Linked DNA regions of Sus scrofa: all the other regions are linked to region 2. The links are chromatin contacts, called in public HiChIP or PLAC-seq maps. All regions are on one chromosome and are shown on one strand. Each heading gives the region's core, a stretch centred on a gene start, on an enhancer-like site or on the middle of the called end of the contact. The rest is flanking DNA. Distances are from core to core; before and after follow the strand shown.

Region 1 (3,370 bases), core at 495-2,994, 320 kb after region 2:
TTTTTTTTTTTTTTTTTTTTTTCGTTTTTATGGCTGCCCCTGCGGTATATGGAAGTTCCCAGGCTAGGAATCGAATCAAAGCTGCAGCTGCCAGCCTAAACCACAGCCACGGCAACACCAGATCTGAGTCACAGCTGTAACCTACACAGCAGCTTGAGGCAAGGCCAGGTCCTTAACCCAATGAGCAAAGCCAGGGATCAAACTTGCATCCTCATGGACACTATGTTGGGTTCTTAACCCAGTGAGCCACAATGGGAACTCCGAACCACCACATTCTTGTTCTATCTAAAATCCTTGCCATAAATATTACATGCTATTTTGCTGAATTAAATTTTTCCAAAGCCCAGATAATATCATGTTTAAAGGTAACATAACCTATTGTGGTGTTTTGATAAACTAAGTATTTTATACCAAGCAAACACTGGTAAGAGCAAAGTTATGCAGGGGAAGGGGGCACAGACATGCCAAATGAGTACCCCTTAAATGTGGAAGGAGTATTGGAATTAATGCCAGGAGTTACTCCCTTTTGCTGTTGGAAAACACATGTGATATAGCCTGCCTAGACCCCCCCCCAACCTGAATGGATAAAATATGAAAAGATGCCAAAAAAAGTTTAAATTAAGGAAAAAGAGATCCAGAAAAAAAGAAGAGACGTGACTTCAAAATATACTACTCTGAGCATTTGAGACCCATGTCATGATAGGCGCTGGGGCGTCTTACTAGCACTCTGTGCATCTCTATCACTCTGGAAGGACCAGAAACTGTGGAACAACTGTTATACGACTGGGCTTGGTTTATAACATTCACTGAACAAGCTAGTTTTCTGTAGATTGTCATGAGGTCCAATGATTAACATCTAATTGGTGATTTACTGGAGGCATATTGTCGAAGAGCCATGTAAATTCTCTCTTGTGGCAGGAATGAATAGATAACATAAAAATGTGTGAACTGACAGAGTTCCCATCGTGGCTCAGCAGAAATGAATCTGACTAGCATCCATGAGGACACAGGTTCCATCCCTGGCCTCAATCAATGGGTTAAGGATGTGGCGTTGCCGTGAGCTGTGGGGTAGGTCACAGACACAGCTCAGATCCCGAGTTGCTGTGGCTGTGGCCGTAGGCCGGTGGCTACAGCTCTGATTCGACCCCTAGCCTGGGAACCTCCACATGCCAGGGTGTGGCCCTAAAAAAAAAAAAAGTGTGAACTGAAAGTAAGATATAATTAGCGACAAAAGTCTTCTGAAAAAATGTAAGATAGCCTCATGTTTCACTTTCAGAAATCCGCCTGTGGAAAATTTTCTTATACTTGCCAATCTGACTTCCTCAGAATATAGATTCCTAAAGAACAGGAAATCAATTTTCAATATCTAGCATGTGGCAACATTTATCCAGCCCTAGACCGAGGGTTGGAAACCCCAGCTGAAGACCCAGCTTCGCTTTCTCACTATTCCCAGCTAAGCTGGAAAACCTCTCCAAGCTCCATTTAGCCCATCTGTGAATAGGGATAATGACCCTGCCTGCTGTCTGCCCGGGCATTGGTAAGTGTCAAACGGCAGTCTTTAAACTCTGTTCTCATTAACAAGAATAACTATGTAATAATAGTGATGAAGATAATAAATTTAATACCAATTTAGAGGTGGTCATGCCGATTTTAATGCAAAAAGTATTGTTCTGAAGACTGGACAGTATGTGGCGTGGAAGCGGTAGAAATCCAAAAGTGTGGTCCAAGTAGTTCTACGCAGTGGCTTCCCTTTCCTCCTTCTAGCCGGGAGCGGAGAGAATTCATCACGGGACCTTCGGCTCTTGCATTGTAGAGTCTGCACAATATGGATCTAGCTGGCAGGTGTAGAGGCAGCAGTTTCCATGACTCCAATAAATTAACTAGTGTTCACGGATGTTTTGCAGCTGCCCTGGAAACAGGTTTGCAGTTTTGAAAAAGAATTGTTGCAGCCATGAAGAAGGGTGTTGGTGTCATGTGGGTGCATGTTTAAAGCCTACTTTTAAAAACCTATCACTTCACCTGCCCTGAATGAAAACAATGCCAAGCTGTGCCTATGTTTTTCTTTCCTTTTTTCCCCCCATCGAACTTATTAACTTTTCCTTCTCCAAAATTCCAGCAGGTTAAACATGATTATATAAATAGCCTTTGCTATTATATAAATAGCAAGTATCTTTGTATAATGATACACATTTCAACCTCAGCCCTAAGCACCCGTAATTCAAGTAAACATTTACAAAAACATTGTCACTTTAAAAATAGAGGAGGGTATTTGAACATTTTTTATTTTATTGATATTTGGCTAATAATAGAATTGAATGAAATACCAGTATATATAACAGTTATTCCTACTATGGAAAGCTCTTTATTTTTCCAGCCGGCTTCAGAGTATACTTACTAGAGCTGGAATAACCTAGACCCTGATTATAAGGTCTTAAGTAATTGGGGTTATTATTTGAAGTATATATACCCGTGCCATATTCACAGACATTATTAGAAAATGTGATGTTCCATGTAAATTAATTTTCTGGAGTATGTCTGTCCAAAGGTCTAAATTACTTCACTTTATTCCGGGTTGGAGGAGACCTTTCAAAATGTACTATGTAAGTTCCCGTCTTCTTAGAGTTCATGGGCTAATCCATTCTTAATGTTTCAAAGTCATTATAAACACTAATTATAATGGTGTGTACAGTATGCTGTAATATAGGATGTCCTCGGAGACTCTGCAGGTGTGGCTTATTGTTTGCCCCTACGCTCAATAGTCCCATGCTGCTATACTTTTTGAGTTCTTATGTCTAACTCTTATCATTTTTTATCTCTTCCTTTAGTATTTATTGTTCCTCTTTGCTCCTATGAGCAGAACTCTCTGCTCCTTTCTGCTATGCTTTTTTTAAAAATTATATTCTGTATACTGGAAAATCAGATATCAAGGTTGTCAGAACTGTGTCTTACATAATAGTAAATAGCCCCTGAGTGAATGCCTGAGGGTTTTTTTTTAAAAGCACAAGTATGAACTTTTGTTGTTGGAATTTGGGTGTTATCTTTGTGGATCTTTTTTTCTGTTTTGTTTTCTTCCATGTTCCATTTCATAGTGTTTTCGAATAGAAGTCTCTGATTATGAAAAGTGTGACAGCAAGTATTTCTACTACTTTGATGGCAGTTCTAATTTAGTGTCACTTAGGTAAACATTTGCCTCACCTGTGGATCTGCTGGAACCCACACACTTTCTACTCACCTTAATGACAATTTTTGTGCATACGCAAGAGTAAGATGTTTTTAACTTTATTTTTCAAATATCTCCCATAGCACCTCACCCACAGTCTGTTCTCAGAAAATATCTGGTGATTAACTGAGACTTAAAAATAATTATCAT
Region 2 (3,002 bases), core at 325-2,824:
TGGGATTATTTTTGTTTTAGGTGGGAGAGGAGAGGGGTAGGGTGGTGCATGCCCAGTACATGTTGTATGAGCCGCATGCCTTTCATAGCATCCCTAATATGTAGAATCCACCATCTCCTCTCCTGGTGTCCTTTCTCCAACTTATATCCCCTGGTCCCATACAGCACATGACCATTCAGGCAGTAATTCAGCCCCATGATGCCTCTGCGCCGTCAGCCCAAGCAAAGGTTCTCTGAGTTTCATCACTCACTGCTTCACAGGTTGGTATTTCCCTCCTGTGCCCTGGCTTAGAGGCGAGCCTGGAATGGCTCAGCGCTTGCACCCTAAAGCTCACACATCTCTTTCTGCCCCCTCCCTATCACCAGGGCACCCCAGTCATGCCCACAAACAGGATAAACCTGCACAACTGCATCGTCGCCTGCCAGAAGAAGATGAGAAAAATATTCCTGGTATCTCTGAGGTTCCTGCCTTTTCAATTGCAATGCAAAGGTGAAGTCCCTCATAATTTATGACCTCTCTTACAAGGCCTCAACTTCACATGTCACTAATGGGGAATTCCAGGGTAGCCAGTTGTTGGTGAACATACACCTCCAAAGTGCCTAGTTTCTACCTGGCAATTCCGATGATAATTACCATGAAATTATATAACTGCAAATTATCCTGCCATGTGAGTGGCATAAATATGTTCCTTCCCTGTGACAATCATTTTAAATGACAGGGCTAGCTAATGAGTAGCCATTGGAAATTCACCAGTGAGCTACCCAGGCAGTAACTTTCTCCTGAAGAGGGAAGATGGAGTTTGTTCTGCCTGGCTTGATGAAGGCCTCCGTGGAGACCTTGATGGGCCCTGTTCTTTCTGTTCTCCTGGTCCCTCCTCTTTGAATCTGGAAAGTGAGTCTCTGTGGAGTTGGCAGCAAGTACTTCTTAGAATGAAAGCAGAATTTGGCTTCCAAAGAGGATGAGTCTGGGCTTAGCCCTTGACGTGTTGTGTGATTTGAGGATGGTGCTTAATCCCTCTGAGCCTCGGTTTCCTCCTGGGTAAAATGAGAGTGATGTCGGATGCTGGGGGCACACACCCCCTAGGCTTGTTGTGAGGATTAGTTGGGGTTAGGCACATGGAGGGTGCAGTAAACCCTCGGCCATCTCCAAGGTTATCCTTGACCAGGGCCAGGAGGAAAACCCCACTTCTCAGGCCGTTCAGCTTCTGCCCTCTGAGGGCTGGGTCTGGTTCAGCTGGGTGTGAAGCATGGTCAAAGCAGAGACACAGTCATGCTGGTCACGCTTTGTCACTTGAGGGTGGCACGTTGAACCCAGCTCTGAACTTGGGCTATTTTTTTCTAAAGGGGGATTATAACTCTCATTTCCATGAGGAAATAAGGGGCTATACTTCAGATGCATGAGAGGAAGAGATTACACCCAAAGAAATTTAACTCCTGAGAGATTATGTTCTCAACCCTTGCCTTTAGCTGAGAAATACATCGGCCAAAAGCCAACAGTCTAGTAACCACTCCAGCTGTGTCACAGGAGGGCTTTGGTCTGGCAGCCAGAGCTGCCGCACAGCCACTTTTCCTACTTTCTCCCAGCGAGCTCTTCTTCTGGGTGCCCGGCTCAGGCAGGAACATCCCCTGAGGGAGAAAGTGGGACAGCATCCAGGAATTTCCTAGGAGTGTCTAACGCGAGACTCAGAGGACTTTCAAATAGAATCTGGCCAAGAAAGGCCACTTTCCTTAAGGCAGCAGATGAATGCTGCTACTCAGCTTGCTTTTCAACACACGTGAGGACTGCACCTTGACAAAAAGAAAGCTGCCTTTTGCAAATGATAGATTTATAGTCCAAAGTACTGCTAACTTGTAACCATAGTAACAAACAAAGCTATTACCTAAAATGGCTTCACCATGTGAAAGCAACAATTATATTAACCAAATTGGGGGTGGGTGGGGGGAGAAGGAAGTCTGATCAATGTGGAAGGGCCCAGAAAATTGGATTGAAAATGCATGACATTTTCCTAAATTACCCCTCTTTGGGGGAGGGGCCGGGATTCCAAGAATGAGGAGCGGTGATCGAGTTGGGCGCAGGCCCCACCAGGTGGCAGCATCTAGAAGTCGTTGAAGCAGCTCTTCCGTTGGTTTTTGGGCTCCGGAAGCCGGCTTAATACTTCAAGGCTTGATTTTTCAAGCACCAACCCCTCCCATCATCAATTCAGTGGGGACTTTCCCTGTCAACACTAACAATGTGGAAATGGCCCAAATTAGACTTTATTAAAGAGCGTGTCGATTGAGAAGTATTCTCGTTGCAGTAAACAGTGTGAGCTTAAACAGAACATCAGCGTGAGCTGATGAAGCCCTTGAATGGATGGTATAGATCAGGGCGTCCCATGGACTTAACTCTTAGTCTCTACCCAGATCCGTCCCTCTAAACTCTTTGTGCTGAGACATAGTCACACATTTGAATCATCTGGGAGGCTTTAAAACATTCTGATGCCTGGAGCCCACCCTCAGCATTTCTGATTAGTTGTATTAGGTATAGCCTGGGCATTGAGACTTTAAAAAAAATCCTCCAAGTGATTTAAATGATGTTTGCAAGGGTCAGACGGATAGGAAGCTATGTATTAAGATGGAGGTGACAGGAATTACTCACAGTTGGCATCTTTAGGAGCAGAAGGAATTGGAGACTGACTTTCTCATCGACTGCTTTCACTTGAGTTTGGCGATTGGTCTCTGTTTAATTATTGTACCTAGAAAATACCAGCTAAATAGCACAGAAAGTATCATCCTGAGGTTTCAGATTGCAGGCACATTGGCCATAGAATGTCAAGGAACCTGCCCTTGTTTCTCATCAACTGTAAATCTCAGCGTAGATGCCTCCAGTAAAATCCCTGACCAGTCAGATCTGTTCCTTTACAAGGCCAGGAAAATTACACAACACAGACACATCTGAGGGCATCTGAATATCTAGCTAGATCTTGTGTAATTGACCCAATCAGTCAAACAACACACACACAC
Region 3 (3,223 bases), core at 295-2,794, 360 kb after region 2:
TCAAATTCTGCATGATCCAAGCCCTGCCACTGTAAACAGTAGTCCAGATGCTAACTAAAGCTGCCATCTTTAAAGTGCTTCCTCTGTGCCAAGCGCGGGGAAGCAGATTCCCGAGTTTCACGTGCATGTGAGCCTCTCACCTGCCTCCAAGGTAGAGCATCCTGCCCATGACTGCAGAGATGCCCCTGGAGGCCAAGCCTGCCTCACCCCCAAGCCCATGTTTCTAATTTCCTTGCTACTCTGACCCAACAGCACTGCCCCATGGAAGTCTTCAAAAGATACATTGTTCCAGACTCAAACTGGGTACAAACTGGGGTTTGCAGGCTCCTTCAGAACTCTGGTGGAGCGGGACATAGGCAAATATGAACACCTATTTATAGAGCATCTGCTGTGTGGCAGTGACTATACGAAGGGCTAGACGCAGAGGGAAGAAAGAGATAATCCATGCCTTCAAGGAGTTCACAGGCCACTGAAGACCCGAGACAGAAATAAAATCATGACCCCATTTAAATGCCAGATTGGAGTGATGGGTGTATGTTGGGAGCACACAGGAGGAGCCCTAATCAGACTCAGGGGTTAGGCACAGCTTCCTGGGCGGGGCAAAGGCTTAGCTGAGCTTTGACGCAAAGGCAGGTATTTCCATCCAAGGATAGTGCTTGTGAAAATTCTCTAGAGGTTAGACAGGGAGAGAGACAAGTTTGGGGGTGGCAAGCAGTTCCCTGTTGCCTGTAGGGACTGTAGGAAATGAGGCAGCTATAGGAGGTCAATGGGGTTCAGACCTTGAAAAGCTCCCGTTTCCTTCTAAAGAAGTTGTTCTTTGTAACGAAGGCGATGGTAAGCCACTCGGGCAGATCGCCCCACATTTTTAAGGCACGTGGAATCACCAGCAACAATTAGATGTTCTCAGTATCTTCCTTCTCCCTTAATCTTTTCAGGGAATGGGGGGTGGGGGAAGATTTCTGGATGTAGCAAAAGACCCTTCTCTGGTATGATTTGGATTTCTGCGTGGACACTTTGCCTCTCATGGGCTGTGCAGAGATATATGAAAGGCATCCGCCAGCAGACTCCTTCAATGGATTCGTGCACTTTGCTTGTTATAAATTGATTCCAGGACTTCATTATGATGTTGTTGAGATGAATGGGGCAGTAGTGTTTTGGCTTGCGCTGCCAGGAGGAGGAAAAACAAGTTTCTGTGGTGCCGCAGTTCAATCATGCTGCTTACAGAAGTAAGGCCATGAAAGGATGGAGGAGCGTGTCTTTGATACTAGAAACCCTGTAGCCCTGTTGGTGCTACAGGCGCATGCTTCAATTAAAGGTTGCAGCCAGCTTTCAAGTATTGACTAGCGAGCAAAAAGCTCAGCCCACACTCGTGCACCTACTCAAGCTTGTTAAAATAAAAATCCACTCTCGGCGAGGCTCGTGTCACAGCCAGTGTAATTATGACATGGGAGATTGTTTTTGAATTTGAGAAGCTGTAGCACACATTTATTTAAAGATACGCTTAGTAATTTAATATGTGTTCGTCAGGACTTAGGCCCAAACTGTGAAGAAGTAAATAGCATTGCCAGCTGCCTCGCGGGTTGTTTCCCCCTCCTGTGTTCAAGATCAAGACTTGGCACTTGGCAGATTTATCCAGAAGAAAAGTGATCTGACGCCCTTACCATGGGATAGATCCTTACCTCTCTCACCATCAATGAGGACAATAATGGCATCCCCTTGGTGGGCTGTTTTGAGGACTAAATGAGATCATATGTGTAAGGTGCTGGGCCTGTCACTGAGTGCTTCATGATGTAGTTTTATTATTGGTATTATCTATAGATTTAAAAAAAAAAAAGGCAGTGGGAGGAAGTATGCCATAAATGCCACTCTTTTGGTCTGGCTATACATGACAAAGGCAGGGCAGTCCAGCTGTCTGGAGTAGCCATGGCTTATCACGCCCTGTGATTTGGACTCCTGCATTTCTAGTGGTTGGATATGCTCAAAATAGCCAAGAGTTTGGGAAGGCTCCAGTAGACTATGGCAATATGAGGTATCACGCTCCTTTTGTGACTCAGGTGCTGGGCCAGGTGGGGGGTTCCCCTGGCCATGCAAATTTCCAAGTCATTCTCCCCTCCTTGCCCTAGAAGAGGCCTGTGAAGTACAGGGCCACCTCTTCTCCAACCAGTGAGTCGCCATTATATCCAGTTTCTACTGAGCTGCTTTCTGCATTGAAGGCTATTCAGCCTTGCTGTGTCATTTTACGGTTGTTGAGGAACAGAGGAGGGCACATCTAGCATCTTTTCTGCAGACCTATGAAACCTCCTGCATGGAACTTAGAGGTGAGGCTTCCCTGCACACCTGGCATTTATGAGTCCTGGCATTTATGACCTCTGGTATGTTCAAGTTGGGGCATTTATTCTATTTACATCATGCACCCTCACACTCTGCGCATTGGCGTGGATTATGACATTTTAACCAGAAAAATGACGAGGTCAGTTTATGAGTTGGCACAGTGTTCTGATGAGTGAATGTTGAAAACTCAGCTGGGAGCAGAATTTGGATGGTGAAAGGTGTCATAGCTGTAAACCAGAGTCCCTTAGCTAGTTGGTCATTTTATAGACTATTCGACACATAGAAACTTTAGAAGTCATCTGGTCCAATCTGTTTACTTTGCATAGGAGGTAGTTGGGAGATGAAATACCCTGCCCAGGTTAAGCTAGTGGCAGGGTAAGGACTAGAATCAATCTCCTTACTTCTAGGGTTTTGTTGTTGTTGTTGTTTGCTTGTTTTTTTCACTTTTCATGCTTCATCTTCAAGTACTGCAGAGAGTTTACATGGAATGTTATTATATCAGAGAGTGCTGTAAGTGATGTGTTAGATCTATTTAACTCTTTGGTAATGAAGCCATACATTTTTATCCAAAAGACTGACTGCGTAATTATTTATATTTTCCTAGAAAAGGGACAAAAATTAATTCCAGCTAAGAGTAACAGCACAGAGAAGACCCAGGCTTGAAAACACAGAAAAACACAGGAAACCAATTCACATGTACCCTCCCAATGAATTCAGACTGTCAGAGAAGCCAGCAAAACAGCGTCCCTTCCTGCTGAGTATTGTGAAAATCTATCCTTGTTGTTTGCTGTGGTCTCTCTGTGAGAGAGACATCGAAATTCCTCCCCAAGGGGAAAAAAAAATAAGAGGAACAGTAAATAACAACCCTCAGATAATGCAGATGGGTAAACAT
Region 4 (3,040 bases), core at 92-2,591, 280 kb after region 2:
AAAGGAAGCCAAGTGGCTCTTCGCGTAGCAAGGCATGTGCAATGTGTGGAAGACCTGTTCTTGCTGACATAAGGATAAACCTTCCTGAGCTCTTCTGCAGAGGCAAACAGCATTGATATTTAGGCGATTCTGGGGTGTGCATCGTTCAGACTTGACTCTTGGGGCGACAGTAGCTTTCTCATCTCTTGCTTCTCTGATGTGAACTTGCACCATATTCAGAATGAGAATTACACTTTCCCACCTAATTCCAACATGGAGGGGTTTTTTTGTTTTTTTGTTTATTTGTTTGTTTGTTTTAGTTTTGGTTTTTAGAGCTGCACATGCGGCATATGGAGGTTCCCAGGCTAGGGGTCCAATCAGAGCTGTAGCTGCCAGCCTATGCCGCAGCCACAGCAATGCCAGATCCGAGCCGTGTCTGCAACCTACACCAAAGCTCACAGCAATGCCTGACCTTTAACCCACTGAGCAAGGCCAGGGATCGAACTTGCCACCTCATGGATACCAGTCAGATTAGTTTCCACTGCACCACAACAGGAACACCCAACATGGAGATTTTTAAGACGAGACCTCTGTGTATTTCCTTGAAAATATGGGGGCAGAGTAACAACGACCAAACTGTCAACATTCCCCTCTGCCTTATGCCCACTCCCTGATCAAAATTCCTTTCCTATTCTTCTCCAGAAGTTTCTCTTTCTTCTGGCCAATAATAATAATATGCTTTGTTAGGAAGGACGTAGTTAGGAGTTAATGTGAGATGTTGGAAAGGCTTCAGGCATTAGTGACAGAAAGACCCTAGTGTGCATCTTAGCTTTTCTGTGTATTTGTTGTGTAACTTTGGGCCTAATCTCCAAGCCTCAGTTTTCTAATTTGTCAAATGGGAATAGAAGCACCACCCAAAACATTGTTATGAGCGTGAAGAACTGAGAACTGAAAAGCAATAGGTTTATAAAGCAACAATTTTGTTTGTGATGGGTTGCTGTTGTCCCTCTCTCATTCTGGAAGATTGCTGGCTGAAAAATTCAGCTGTACCCTATCCTCCTCCCCAGGGACCAGCAGAAAATGACAAGCCCCTTCTGAGTGGAAACCTTCCCTCAGGTTCCACAAATAGCCTCTCGCATTGTACGAGAGGAGGCTTTCTCATCATGGGCCTGTTCACACCACGGGAAAGCTTTCTCTCCCTCTCCCTGTGGAATTTCTGTCTCCAGTTTTTGAGATCTCTTGGCCTCAAGGACAGAGCAGTGGTTTGGAAACAAATTCAAATGTGAGTGCTTCCCCTCCCCCATGCTGGGTGTGAGATGTTCGGGCCTCCTGTTCTGAAGATAATCTGTGAGTAACCTGAAGTTGGAATGCCCTCCTGAGGTCGGTGTATAAAAGCCAGCAGCATAAATAGGAACTGAGGCTGAAGTAAGCACAAATGTTCTCGAACAACTTCAATAGAGACAGTCTTGTTTGATCCTCTCCAAACTTCCTGAAACCCAGCTGAATATTTGTTTGTTTTGTGGTTGCTCAACTTTTTTTTTTTCGGGCCTTGTCGTGCATGGCTGTTGGTTTCTCTGTTTGAAAGGAAAGTGCTTTTTCTCAGTAATGATGCTTGCACTCTGAACTCTGCAATACCCACTTCTAAAGGCCATTTCATCATAAAGATAAAGTTCTGCTAACTCTCAGGTCCCAACAGATAAAGGATGTGGCCAGTTACCATGACTCGTGCTTCCCTCCTTTGTCATTTGGGGCACACACCTAAAAGCGTGTGAACAGAAAGTTTCTAGATTTGTTTTCACGTTGAAGATTTGAGCCCACAAGGGGAAAATATCAACGTAAATGACTATGCAAAAGTGACAAAATAGCATTTTGACCTTTCAGTTGCCAGAGACACAAAGGCCAACTTAAGGTGAGTTTGCTGTTCTCTTGATTTTTGAGGAAACTACTGGTAATTAGCATTATTCTTTTTTATTTTATTAACCGTGGAACCTCAGGGCCCCAACTGCCCAGTCCATGTTAGACGGGCAGCCCAAGAACAGTACCTGGAGAAAACACCCAGGGACAAAGCAGGGGGACCCCTTGCAGAAAACAGGGATGGAGGCTGGTCCTTCCTTTTGGCCTCCTTTCTGGTAGATGTGTAGCAACACCGTAAAACCAGAATCTGATGTCAAGCTAATTTACAGCTCCTGAGACAGAATGTTCTGAAGTTGGAAGAGCTCATGAATGGCGTATGTCAGGACTGAGGTGCTTGGCAGAGTTTTCAGATACATGTAGAGGCTTTTTCTATACCTTTTATCCAAACTGTTAGTGTCCCCAGGGTTTCTGGGTGTCACAGGGTCCCTCAAAGTATGGGAGACAGCATAAGGCCATGACAGCAATAGCCAAATCTCCTATCTGTGGCCTGCAAATACACGGGAAGTTTGCCCAGTGTCAGACGCGAGAATCTTATATGCCATGATTTTTTTTTTTCCTGGAAGCAACTGGAAACCAACTGAGTGACACTTAAGTCCTTCACCTGCTACATTACTGTAGCCAGTGGGTGTGTGCCAAAGTGGTACCAAGAAGGGCTCTCATCTGAACAGCCGCAAGAGTTACGACCCTGGCTTGGAGCAGAATGTTATACAATGTTCAGAGTCATGGCAACTTGAATGTGGCAGCAGTGTCTGTTTCTGAGATTATGAGCGCTTCATGGCCAAGTGCACCTGTGTTGAGAGTTGACCTCAGAGTGGGATATAGATTGAGAAGCCTCTCTTTTGGAGCTAACAGTTCATTCAAGCTCCTTTAATAGCTAGATATTTAAGTGTTAGAATTAACTCTAGCACTGCTTTCCATCCTCCATATATTGACTATAAGATATACGGAATCACTGAAAGCTTCCTTTCTCCCCAAAAAAGAGAGGGGGTGCTTAGAGCCAAAAGGATGTTTCCAGAGTGTCTTTTGTCTCCCATTTTCTGAGTGTATAAAAGTAATTTTTTTGAAACAGAACCCTCGGTGAGGTATAAGAATAAGTGCACCTTGCAAAAGGACTGGTTTTCAGATTTAAGACTATTTCATAGTAGAC

The links. HiChIP or PLAC-seq counts read pairs in DNA pulled down with a chosen protein or histone mark.
Region 1: a contact with region 2 is called in an H3K27ac HiChIP or PLAC-seq map of skeletal muscle. The contact joins two enhancer-like sites. A contact is called at or near these places in 9 of 47 Hi-C or Micro-C datasets (blood, embryonic fibroblasts, fetal heart ventricle and 5 more) and 1 of 2 datasets of contacts at active chromatin or transcription factors (skeletal muscle).
Region 3: a contact with region 2 is called in an H3K27ac HiChIP or PLAC-seq map of skeletal muscle, with 5 times the contacts expected there. The contact joins two enhancer-like sites. A contact is called at or near these places in 1 of 5 promoter capture datasets (liver), 10 of 47 Hi-C or Micro-C datasets (alveolar macrophages, blood, brain and 7 more) and 1 of 2 datasets of contacts at active chromatin or transcription factors (skeletal muscle).
Region 4: a contact with region 2 is called in an H3K27ac HiChIP or PLAC-seq map of skeletal muscle. The contact joins two enhancer-like sites. A contact is called at or near these places in 5 of 47 Hi-C or Micro-C datasets (liver and skeletal muscle) and 1 of 2 datasets of contacts at active chromatin or transcription factors (skeletal muscle).

What each region holds. Positions count from the first base shown.
Region 1 is chr1:111,358,232-111,361,601 of Sscrofa11.1, forward strand. All of the region lies in intron 2 of RORA (nuclear receptor ROR-alpha), which reads left to right. Among named protein-coding and RNA genes, the nearest start is that of ICE2, 130 kb to the right of the region's middle. Within about 2 kb of position 1,745, at least 1 of the 83 cell types and tissues checked has an H3K27ac peak or open chromatin away from gene starts, as enhancers often do. A contact at or near this core is called in skeletal muscle, where this site is marked.
Region 2 is chr1:111,037,472-111,040,473 of Sscrofa11.1, forward strand. All of the region lies in intron 1 of RORA (nuclear receptor ROR-alpha), which reads left to right. Among named protein-coding and RNA genes, the nearest start is that of RORA, 320 kb to the left of the region's middle. Within about 2 kb of position 1,575, at least 6 of the 83 cell types and tissues checked have an H3K27ac peak or open chromatin away from gene starts, as enhancers often do. A contact at or near this core is called in skeletal muscle, where this site is marked.
Region 3 is chr1:111,394,302-111,397,524 of Sscrofa11.1, forward strand. All of the region lies in intron 2 of RORA (nuclear receptor ROR-alpha), which reads left to right. Among named protein-coding and RNA genes, the nearest start is that of ICE2, 94 kb to the right of the region's middle. Within about 2 kb of position 1,545, at least 3 of the 83 cell types and tissues checked have an H3K27ac peak or open chromatin away from gene starts, as enhancers often do. A contact at or near this core is called in skeletal muscle, where this site is marked.
Region 4 is chr1:111,315,375-111,318,414 of Sscrofa11.1, forward strand. All of the region lies in intron 2 of RORA (nuclear receptor ROR-alpha), which reads left to right. Among named protein-coding and RNA genes, the nearest start is that of ICE2, 170 kb to the right of the region's middle. Within about 2 kb of position 1,342, at least 15 of the 83 cell types and tissues checked have an H3K27ac peak or open chromatin away from gene starts, as enhancers often do. A contact at or near this core is called in skeletal muscle, where this site is marked.